Regions from separate parts of the Xenopus tropicalis genome. Here region 1 is linked to region 2. Evidence: chromatin contacts called from public Hi-C data. All regions are on one chromosome and are shown on one strand. Each heading gives the region's core, a stretch centred on a gene start, on an enhancer-like site or on the middle of the called end of the contact. The rest is flanking DNA. Distances are from core to core; before and after follow the strand shown. Region 1 has its middle 120 kb from the start of efnb2. Region 2 has its middle 150 kb from the start of arglu1.

Evidence for each region. Hi-C and Micro-C count contacts between places; a contact is called where the count stands out from the background.
Region 1: a contact with region 2 is called in a Hi-C map of neurula embryo, with 2.9 times the contacts expected there. The contact joins two enhancer-like sites. A contact is called at or near these places in 2 of 5 Hi-C or Micro-C datasets (gastrula embryo and neurula embryo).

What each region holds. Positions count from the first base shown.
Region 1 is chr2:118,594,029-118,598,638 of UCB_Xtro_10.0, reverse strand. No RefSeq gene overlaps it. Among named protein-coding and RNA genes, the nearest start is that of efnb2, 120 kb to the right of the region's middle. Within about 2 kb of position 2,733, at least 3 of the 11 cell types and tissues checked have an H3K27ac peak or open chromatin away from gene starts, as enhancers often do. A contact at or near this core is called in gastrula embryo and neurula embryo, where this site is marked.
Region 2 is chr2:118,299,377-118,304,041 of UCB_Xtro_10.0, reverse strand. No RefSeq gene overlaps it. Among named protein-coding and RNA genes, the nearest start is that of arglu1, 150 kb to the left of the region's middle. Within about 2 kb of position 3,236, at least 4 of the 11 cell types and tissues checked have an H3K27ac peak or open chromatin away from gene starts, as enhancers often do. A contact at or near this core is called in gastrula embryo and neurula embryo, where this site is marked.

The DNA of each region.
Region 1 (4,610 bases), core at 1,484-3,983, 300 kb before region 2:
CCATATTGGTGGCAAAACAGCCATATATATATTATTATTTTTTTACATGTAAATTTTTAGTAGTCATGGTAATCCTAGGCCCGGATTTGTGGAGAGGTCACAAAGGCCCTGGCCTAGGGCGGCAGAAACCTGGGGGCGGCAAGCCACCCTGCCGCACAAAGATCATTTAAAAATTTGTGTTCCCATACGGAGCAATGGGGACTTCTTCCCACTGGTGCATGTGCACTTGCAAACCTCCCCCCGTTCACGCACGCACACTCGGGGGGTGGGCGTGCGACCGGGGGCGGCCTCGGGGCGGCATATTTGTAAATCCGGCCCTGGGTAATCCACATGCTGAAAAAACCCAGTCCTATGCATTCTGGGTAATAGATTGAAATAGGCCATCAGCCAATACCCTCACTGGACCTATTATAGAGTTTTCCAGCCACCACTGGATCTGATGTCCCTTATGAACCTGGTGGGTAGTTCTTTAATTCATCTTTTCTTTGAAACTGCCAACAGAATGTTATAACCCAAGAACCCTAATCTCAGGAAGCTCTATGCCACCACCTATTTTCCAATATATGAAATGTATGCATTACTGATTCTATTAATTAGAGCCCATGACTGGGGGTTTCGTTTGGCCTATGGATTTAAGTTGGTCAGTACTGTATTACTTGCTTAACCAACTGAAGAACTCTGCAAGCAATCAGGCCAAAGTAGAAAATGTGTTAATAAATGCCACTTGTGGGCAAAACAACTGTGCCAGTGATAATTAACAGGTTTTTATTATGTCTCTTAATACTATAATGCTGGATACATTTTATCTTGAAAATGAATCTCCCCACACCATTGCAACTAAGTAGAAAGCAGAATAATATTAATTTAAGACAGTAGATAATAAGGTCCACACTTTATTACAGGCATTGTTAGCAAAGGGTAAATCTAGCAAGAAGTCTATTTAAATATATATATATATTTATATTAAAATAAATTGCTACTTCACAGAGCTCAGAGTTCCCCTTGCAGCTAATTAAGAGCAAAAAAACTAATCTTTACAAGTAAAAATAAAAAGCAAAATGAATGGCCTACAAAAAGGTCCCACATAAGGCAAATACAAACTGAGGAAAATACCTGATGTGCACTAAAGATGCCATGCTCATTTACTAACACTGTACAGATTTGTACCTGGGAAGAAGCCTGTTCCAACCAATCACATTTTTGCTTTTATTGTTTTACTTACAAAACTAAGCACTAATTGGTTGGTATGTGATAAATGAGCCAGGTATTTTTTAAACTAAGTATTGGATTGCCCTAGTGCATTTTCTAACCTGTAGAAGACTGATTAAGGTAATTGATGATTGGTTCCTATGAATATTTATTCTAGTGACATCCAGCTCCTGCAAGCTATGTTAGTGAGTTTGCCCCAGTAAGAATAAGATCTGAAATCTGCTTTTATTATGCACTTGGATATGGTTGTTTGTCACACCCAAATCTACAGGAAGAATAATAAACTGGCTGACAAAGTTATGACATATTAAGTCTAAAGTAAATATCCTATGGGTATTTTTTTTACTAGATAATAACCCCTAAATTATTAGCATAGTGTTCCAGATGGCAAAACTGTATGTACAAGACAATGTACATGTACATTTCAGTTTTCGCTTAATTTCTTCTTCCTAGTTTCTGTTTTATACTGGTTTCTGTCTTATATATATAATATTTTGTTTAATAAAATAAAAAACAGTTTATTGATGAATAATATTAGGTGCTGTCTTCTGAAAGGGCACCAAAATACAGAAAAAGTAATAGGAGAATATAAAGAAAGTAATAGGAGAATATAAAGAAAGTAATAGGAGAATATAAAGGTGTCCTAATTGGTTGCAGGAAAGCTTGCAACAAATGTGCAAATATAACAATTATCACAAGACCAGTTTGGTGCTCCATACATTAATAAACATGGTGCCTGAGTTCATGTTGGGCAAAGAGTTATTGGCAGTTTTAAATCAATAAACATCAGAACTTGGTAAATTATGATACTCTTCTGACTTTTTTGCCTGATTATTTTGCGTTAGTTTTTGTGAGTATGTGTATATGTTTGGTATGCAAGATTTTGTGTATATGTCAGGTACATATGTTTTGTGTTTATATGAAGTGGTGACCACATTTTTTCTGCCAAGCATGGATTCGCTGTGAAAGTCTGCATTTCGCCATTGGTGATCATCATGCATTGTGGGAAGAAAAAATGGCAGTTTGCATGAAATTGCACTTTGTACACTGAGGCTCATTTATAAACACTGGGTAAATTTGGCCACAGGCAGTAACCCATAGCAACCAATCAGTGATTGCTTTTTTTTTAGCCAGCTGCAGGTTGAACAATGAAAGCAAACATGTAATTTGTTACTATGAGTTATTGCCCGGGTACAAATCTGCCCATTGTTTATAAATGAGCCCCACTGTGTATAGGCAAGTGAATCTGCCCTGATGTGTTTATAAGTGTTTGGCAAAGGGGGGCTTTGATCACTGTTACTTTATGCAACAATTAAAACTCTCTACCCATATCATCACTTCTTTGACATAAATGAGAAGCTGTGAATAGTCTCTGACAGATGCAGGTAGTTATCGGCCTAAAAATATACCCCAGAGCATTTCCCTATGATATTAGTAGTTAAGTGTCAATGGTAAGTGATCCATAGCCGGCGCAGAGAAGTTCTGCCTCAGCCAGACCTATTATCACTTGCACTCTAAATTAGACAAAGACCTTCCCAAACAGCAGCATAGGAAATGTAAATGAGCCTTTTAGAGAAACTGTAATTGATCCTACCCTTTGTCTTGTGAGACAATTTCTCTGATCCTTAGTGTATATTTAGAATCCCTGCCATAACGCAAGATAGAACGACTTTTTTTCCTCTCCAGAAAGGCGGTAGCTACAGTCACAGTAGCACCAGCAAATTACCACTCTGAAGCAGGCACAAATAATGAACTCCTTCCAAACTAAAGGAAACCTGCTTTTTCCAATACACCATTACTTTATATAACACATTGTTTCCAGGGAAAGTAAACACATTTTATACTAACGAGTAAGTCTGAAGACTTTGTGCTGTTATGGCTTATGTCATAGAGTTTTTCCTGTTTTTTATGGTAACAGTGGAGACTAAACCAGGGAATGCACACTAGTAAAGATATAAAATAACACTAGTGCATAAAATGGAAGAAATGTAAGGCTATTTCCCAAATTCCCTATTGTTCTCCTGTTAGGAAAGAATAACACAGATAAACACATTTGCATTGGCACTTTTGTTCAGCAGTACTATAGACAAGCAGCATGATGTTGTGGCTCATTGTGCGTACTGTATGTGTGCTTTGAGCAGCCACTGTGGCCCTTTCTCCCCCTTATTTCATTTTTGTGTGTATTGTGCCAGTAAGAATTGATCTTTGTTCCCTCTTTTTGCAGGATCCTTTTTTATTTAAATCTGCACAGCCCCATTCTTTCAGTGCTTGTTTGCTTTTACCATGAAAGACAAGATCTAAAGACGATAAGGCAGAGTTGTTCAGCTGGTATCAGCTTTTTGTGATGTTAGGCAAGTCACTGTTTCTCCTTCAGGCGCTTAATATTAGATTGTAATCTCTTCTGAGACTGGATCCTGTGCACAACACCGAGGTATATAAAGGCACTGGCTGCTCCAGATATTAACTGGATAATTTATTAATGTTACTCAATACCTTTCTACTCTGCAAGTACCCACGGTATGACGCATCCAAGTCATTTGATTTTTAATCTGCCCCTTTGTCTGCCATAGCTTCTAAATTAATGGGTTAACTGAATACCTGCCAGTTAATCTATAACTCACAAGGATATTTAACTTACGTCCATGATAACTTATTATTTTTTTAACTTATTATTTATGTGATGGAAATATTATATTTTATGAATGAATTATAATAGTAATATATTCTTTTCTTGTGTATGGTACCAACTTGGTCCAATTCTACACTAGCGGCGATATCTACCAGACAACTGTTTACTTAAAGATTTTTATTTTCATTTTGTACACAAAACACAAAAGGAAATCTTTCTCCTTCTTTTGCTTTCATTTGCCTAATGCCCACTCTGTATGTGGGGAAAACAGTACAGACAACTACAGTGGAGTGACCAGGCTGGCTTTTGCTGGAGTCACTGTCAGTCATGAAACACCCCATTTTAGTAGTGGCTTCAGGCAAAAACCTGCCTAGTTGCAATGCTCTAAGACATTTCCCACAGGGTGCCTAAAAATGAACCGAAATAACTTCCTGCCACTACCCATTGACTTTGAATCGGAAACAACTGGCTGAAAAAGTTCCGGCATTTTTTAGCCCAAAAAAGTTCCGTGGAACAGTCCCACCGGGGATGGGAAAATACTGACAATATTTTAGCACACAGGCGAGCCATAACAAGGACTTTGGTACCCCTGATTATCAGTATTGTTGTTGTTCTCTGCCTAATGGCCTGGTGATTCACATTGCACAGTGCTCCATTATGGAGTTCAGAGTACTGGTAACCTACATGGGGCACAGCTAGCAACACAGTAGCTTTATTTGCAAATTGATGTAGCACAATATTGGTTCACAATATTTGCATTGAGTAGAGGTGT
Region 2 (4,665 bases), core at 1,987-4,486:
AAGGGAGGCTTCATTAACACATATAACCTCTTAAACAATCGGTATTCATGGATTGGATAGGCCAGTCCCATGAAAGCATTATTTTGCCCAGTTAAATGCAGCCCAGGATACCTACTGCACTATAATAGCATAGTAAATGCTTTGGTAGCATTTACTGAATTTGTGTCCCACTTGGAGTCATTAGGTGGTATCCCCATAAACAGTACCACTTCTAGCAATGTTTATTCTTCTGCAACTTACACGGATTCTGATTAGCTTAAGTGGTTGCCAACTACCACTTTTCAATGAGACACATATAAAATATGCCTAATATAGGCCTGCATAGATTTCTTATTATAGATGGTTGTTGGTAATCCTACAAGGAGGTAAAAAATACAAAAAAAAAACAAAAAACGTTTGCTTAAACAAGGCGAAAACACATTCATCTGCTAGTAATTCTAGTGAGAATCTGGGATTGGTTTCACTGACTTAAGTGATGGTTAATTGATAGGTACCCCAGGATGTTGCTAAGTATAGCTCACACGACTCTAATTGTTATTGATAAGGAACTCATTGTACCATTATTTTAAGAATATAGCTTTCTATATCCATCTTACCCTTTTGTATTTATCTCATCATCATAGTGTCATGCTAATTATAGATTAGGCCATATATCATCTGCTTCCTTTCTTTTTGACATTCCCTAGCTCTAGGGATAACCCTCCTGTTCACTTTCCAAGTAGGTGAATGATAGATCATCGACATATACATGTTTCCCCTTAGCTCCTTCATTCAGTTTCCTGATGGATATTCTGCAAATAGACACTCCATGGGAGGTAAAGACCAGGAAGGTACTGTACATAGCTGGATTTATTTCAATTCCAAAGGAAGGGATTTGGGACACAAGGATAGAAGGAGCATCTACAATTGAAGTCATTAACAGTGGTCAAAGTGCCAAAGTATTTTCACCATATTATTATGGAATAAGTGTGCAGTAGGTTAGAATGACAAAAATAGTGGGTAAATGGGTATTGCTAGAATATTGATAGTTTGTTGAGATAGCAATGATGATATATCTAATGATGTCATAATGGCTTATAATGAACTGTTATTCAGTCATATATTAAATGAAAAATATATTTGTATTATTATTAGGCTTTACCTATGAAATGCAAACCTATTCTGCAGCATTGTACATTAGATGGGTGTATGCTATGCACACAGGAAAGCATACCAAAAACAACTAATAACAAATACAAATAGAGAGGAGCGAATCTGTCCCAGCACAAATTTGTAAACTGTAATGAAGTCAATGGGGCATGTTTTCATGGCGACTTCTCCTGCGCAAAATACATTTGAATCTATGGTTATTTTTTTGCTGTTCCTTTTTTCACAGCAACTTTTTCTGTGCCTAATACACTCGAGTCAGGAAGCATTTTTTCAGGCAATATTTTTGCAAAAATGTGAATTTCACTCATTACTAAATACATGAGATACAGAGGGACAAGTTTAAAAGATCTTACTAATCAGGTCTTAACATAATAATCATTATTATTATTATAATAAAAGCTTACAATCTAAAAGAAAGCTTACAATGTAAATGCTCTTTAGTATAATACATATAAAGATATGGGATCCGTTATCTGGAAACCAGTTTTCCAGAAAGTTCTGAATTATGGAAAGGCCGTCTCCCATAGACTCCATTTTAAGCAAATAATTGTAATTTTTAAAAATGATTTCCTTTTTCTCTGTAATTATAAAACAGTACCTTGTACTTGATCCCAACTAAGATATAATCAATCCTTATTAAAGGCAAAACAATCCTATTGGGTTTACTCAATATTGAAATGATTTTTTAGCAGACTTATGGTATAGCAATCCAAAATACGGAAAGATCCATTATCCAGAAGGTCCCGCATTCTGGATAATAGGTCCCATACCTGTATTGCCATTGACTAGTCCCTTTCCTAAATCAAATTTATCTGCAGGTATTTGTTTGTTTTTTTTATTCACAGTGAAAACTGTCTAAATAATGTTCCTTGTCAGAGGAACCAATTCTCTATTCTCCATTTGCTGCAGTGGAACATTGCCATCTACTGGGCTTTTAGGAAGCCCTGGAGGTAACATCTACCTTGAAGAGGGTTCCCTTAGCATGTTGTTCCTACGCATGTAACTGACTTGCTACAAGTGAATCGCGCACTAATGCCATTATTGATAACATAAAAAACACTGTGCCATAAGTGACTTTGTAGCGAGTTGTAGCCTTGATGTGGAATGTCATGCCCCCAAGCTAATCACTGCATTATCTAACCTGAAGAGATCAGATCTGTATGGGTTTAACCGGCTATCTATAGTAGGAACTAGCATGGCTGCCTGTCAAGCAAAAGGATAGCTTACAAAATCCTTCTGCTGACATTCAAAGCCCTTCACTCCTCTGCTCCTCACTACATTTCTTCACTGGTCTCCCTACATGTTCCTGGTCGTCTCCTCCGCTCCTTTCAGAGCCTCCGTCTCTTTACACCATCCACACCCACTGCGCTCTCTTGTCTTAAACCTTTCTATCTCGCTGCTCCTTACCTCTGGAACGCTATCTCTGAATCCCTCCGTAGGGAAAACTCACCCACTCTCTTTAAGAAAAAACTCAGCTGTTATCTTCTGGAGCACTAAGACATTATTTTGCCCAGTCCTGCGCTTAAGGGCAAATGCCCATACCTGATGCACTCTTACCTTCCAGTTTGTGCCTGTATGTTACCCAACCACTCAGATTGTAAGCTCTACGGGGCAGGGACCTCCGTCCTACTGTGTCTCATACCACATGGCACTTATATATATATATGTTTACATATATGTATTTATTGTATTTATTTATTATATCACTTGTCCTCCCTGTGTGTAATTTTGTACTCTGTAAGACTGTACAGCGCTGCGTACCCTTGTGGCGCTTTATAAATAAAGTTATACATACATACATACATACATGCCAAGGATGACTGTTTTGTCATCTTTTCGATATTTTTATCTTTTAGATCACATGAAAATATATTTCCAACTGCAAAGATCTCCTCCTAAGTACATGTGGTTAGGCTGACTACATCACATCATGCATGAGTGAGTAGCTGACTATTAGCAATTTAACTGGAACTATCCCTTTTATAACCTTACAGTAATGTCATGAGTTATTTTACTGTTAAAGCATCCGGCTTTGAAGTACTGTTGGGAAATGTTCTGTTGTTTCATTATGAGGAGTATTCATTTGCAAATCAGTCAGCAGGCAGTAAAAACATTGAAAAATCTGCATAACAAAAACATCCTCTAAAGAAATGTAAATCTTTGAGGGAGCCTGGTTTCACACCCTCAAGGATACCCATGGGGCAGAGCTCAGATTTCAAGCATGGGTCTCTGCAGCCAAGGAGACATATCATTTACTCTACACCTCCAGTGTCTAAATGCTGCTCAAATTAAAGGTTAATTGTTATTGAAAGTAAATTAAACCATTAACCATTGATAGAGATCACCTGATATCATAATGCAAAGGGCATGCATTACTTTGATCAGAACAAAACAGAATAAAGTTTTAGCCGCAGTAACAGCAAAGCACAAGGTTGTGTCTGAATACCAGTCACTTCCCTAAGGTCACAATCCTGCAGTGCTCTTATGGGACAAGTGCGGTGGTCATAAATCCCCCTACACTGTCTGTTGCAGATTCATATCCATAAAAAACACTCTGCATATGACAGACTCTGGCTGTGACTGACAGGTGCCACTCGGGATCACTAGTATGGGGCCTAGAACTTATCGGCTGAATAAAATTTGCCCATGAAAAATCCAAGGCCAAGAAATGCTTCCATCTAATATAGGTCCCACATTATTATAAGTAATACAAAGTAGCTATAACAATAAAATTGTGGCCTCACAGAGCAATAGTTTTTTGGCTGCTGGGATCAATGACCCCAATTTGAAAGCTGAAAAGAGGCAGAAGAGGAAAGCAAACAATTCAAAAATTATAAAAAAATAAATACCAACTGAAAAGTTACTAGGAATAAGCCATTCCATAATATACTAAATGTTGAAGGTGAACTACCTCTTTAAATAAGAAACTTTACATTTTCATCATGGGGGGGATGAAGAGATGGTTGAACACTCTACTCATGTCTCTATATTTTGGGCATAAAAATGGGAAACATAACAATGTAGAGATAAGGTAATGCTTGGTGAAACATGAGATGGACATAGCACATTTAATTTCACTAATATGGTAATTTCATTAGTTTACAGAGAGGGTGGTCTCTTATTTTGCACTTCACATGGTCTTTTTCTGTAGTAAAAGAAAGTGAGTGGAATCCCAAAGTAAGCTGTTTACTGTGCAGAGAGGGAATGAGTGATTCACAATGATGTAGATGACAGATGCTAAGAATTAAGCCAGTAATTCTAAGAACACAAACACTGATTTGCCTCATCACAATATTATTAAAGGTGTTTTTCTAAACATTCACTGCCTAAGAGCCAGGTGCTCTACTGGGCAAACATACTAAGATTTCACCCATTGAAAGCTAACTGTGTTCTGCTCAAGTTACAAATAACATACCTCTGGTCTTAAGTGAGATCAAAAAGAATACCTGTTGGTAGCAATTTACACCAAACTAAACAACTTCATCTACATTTCTATTCATGCACCATAATGCAATA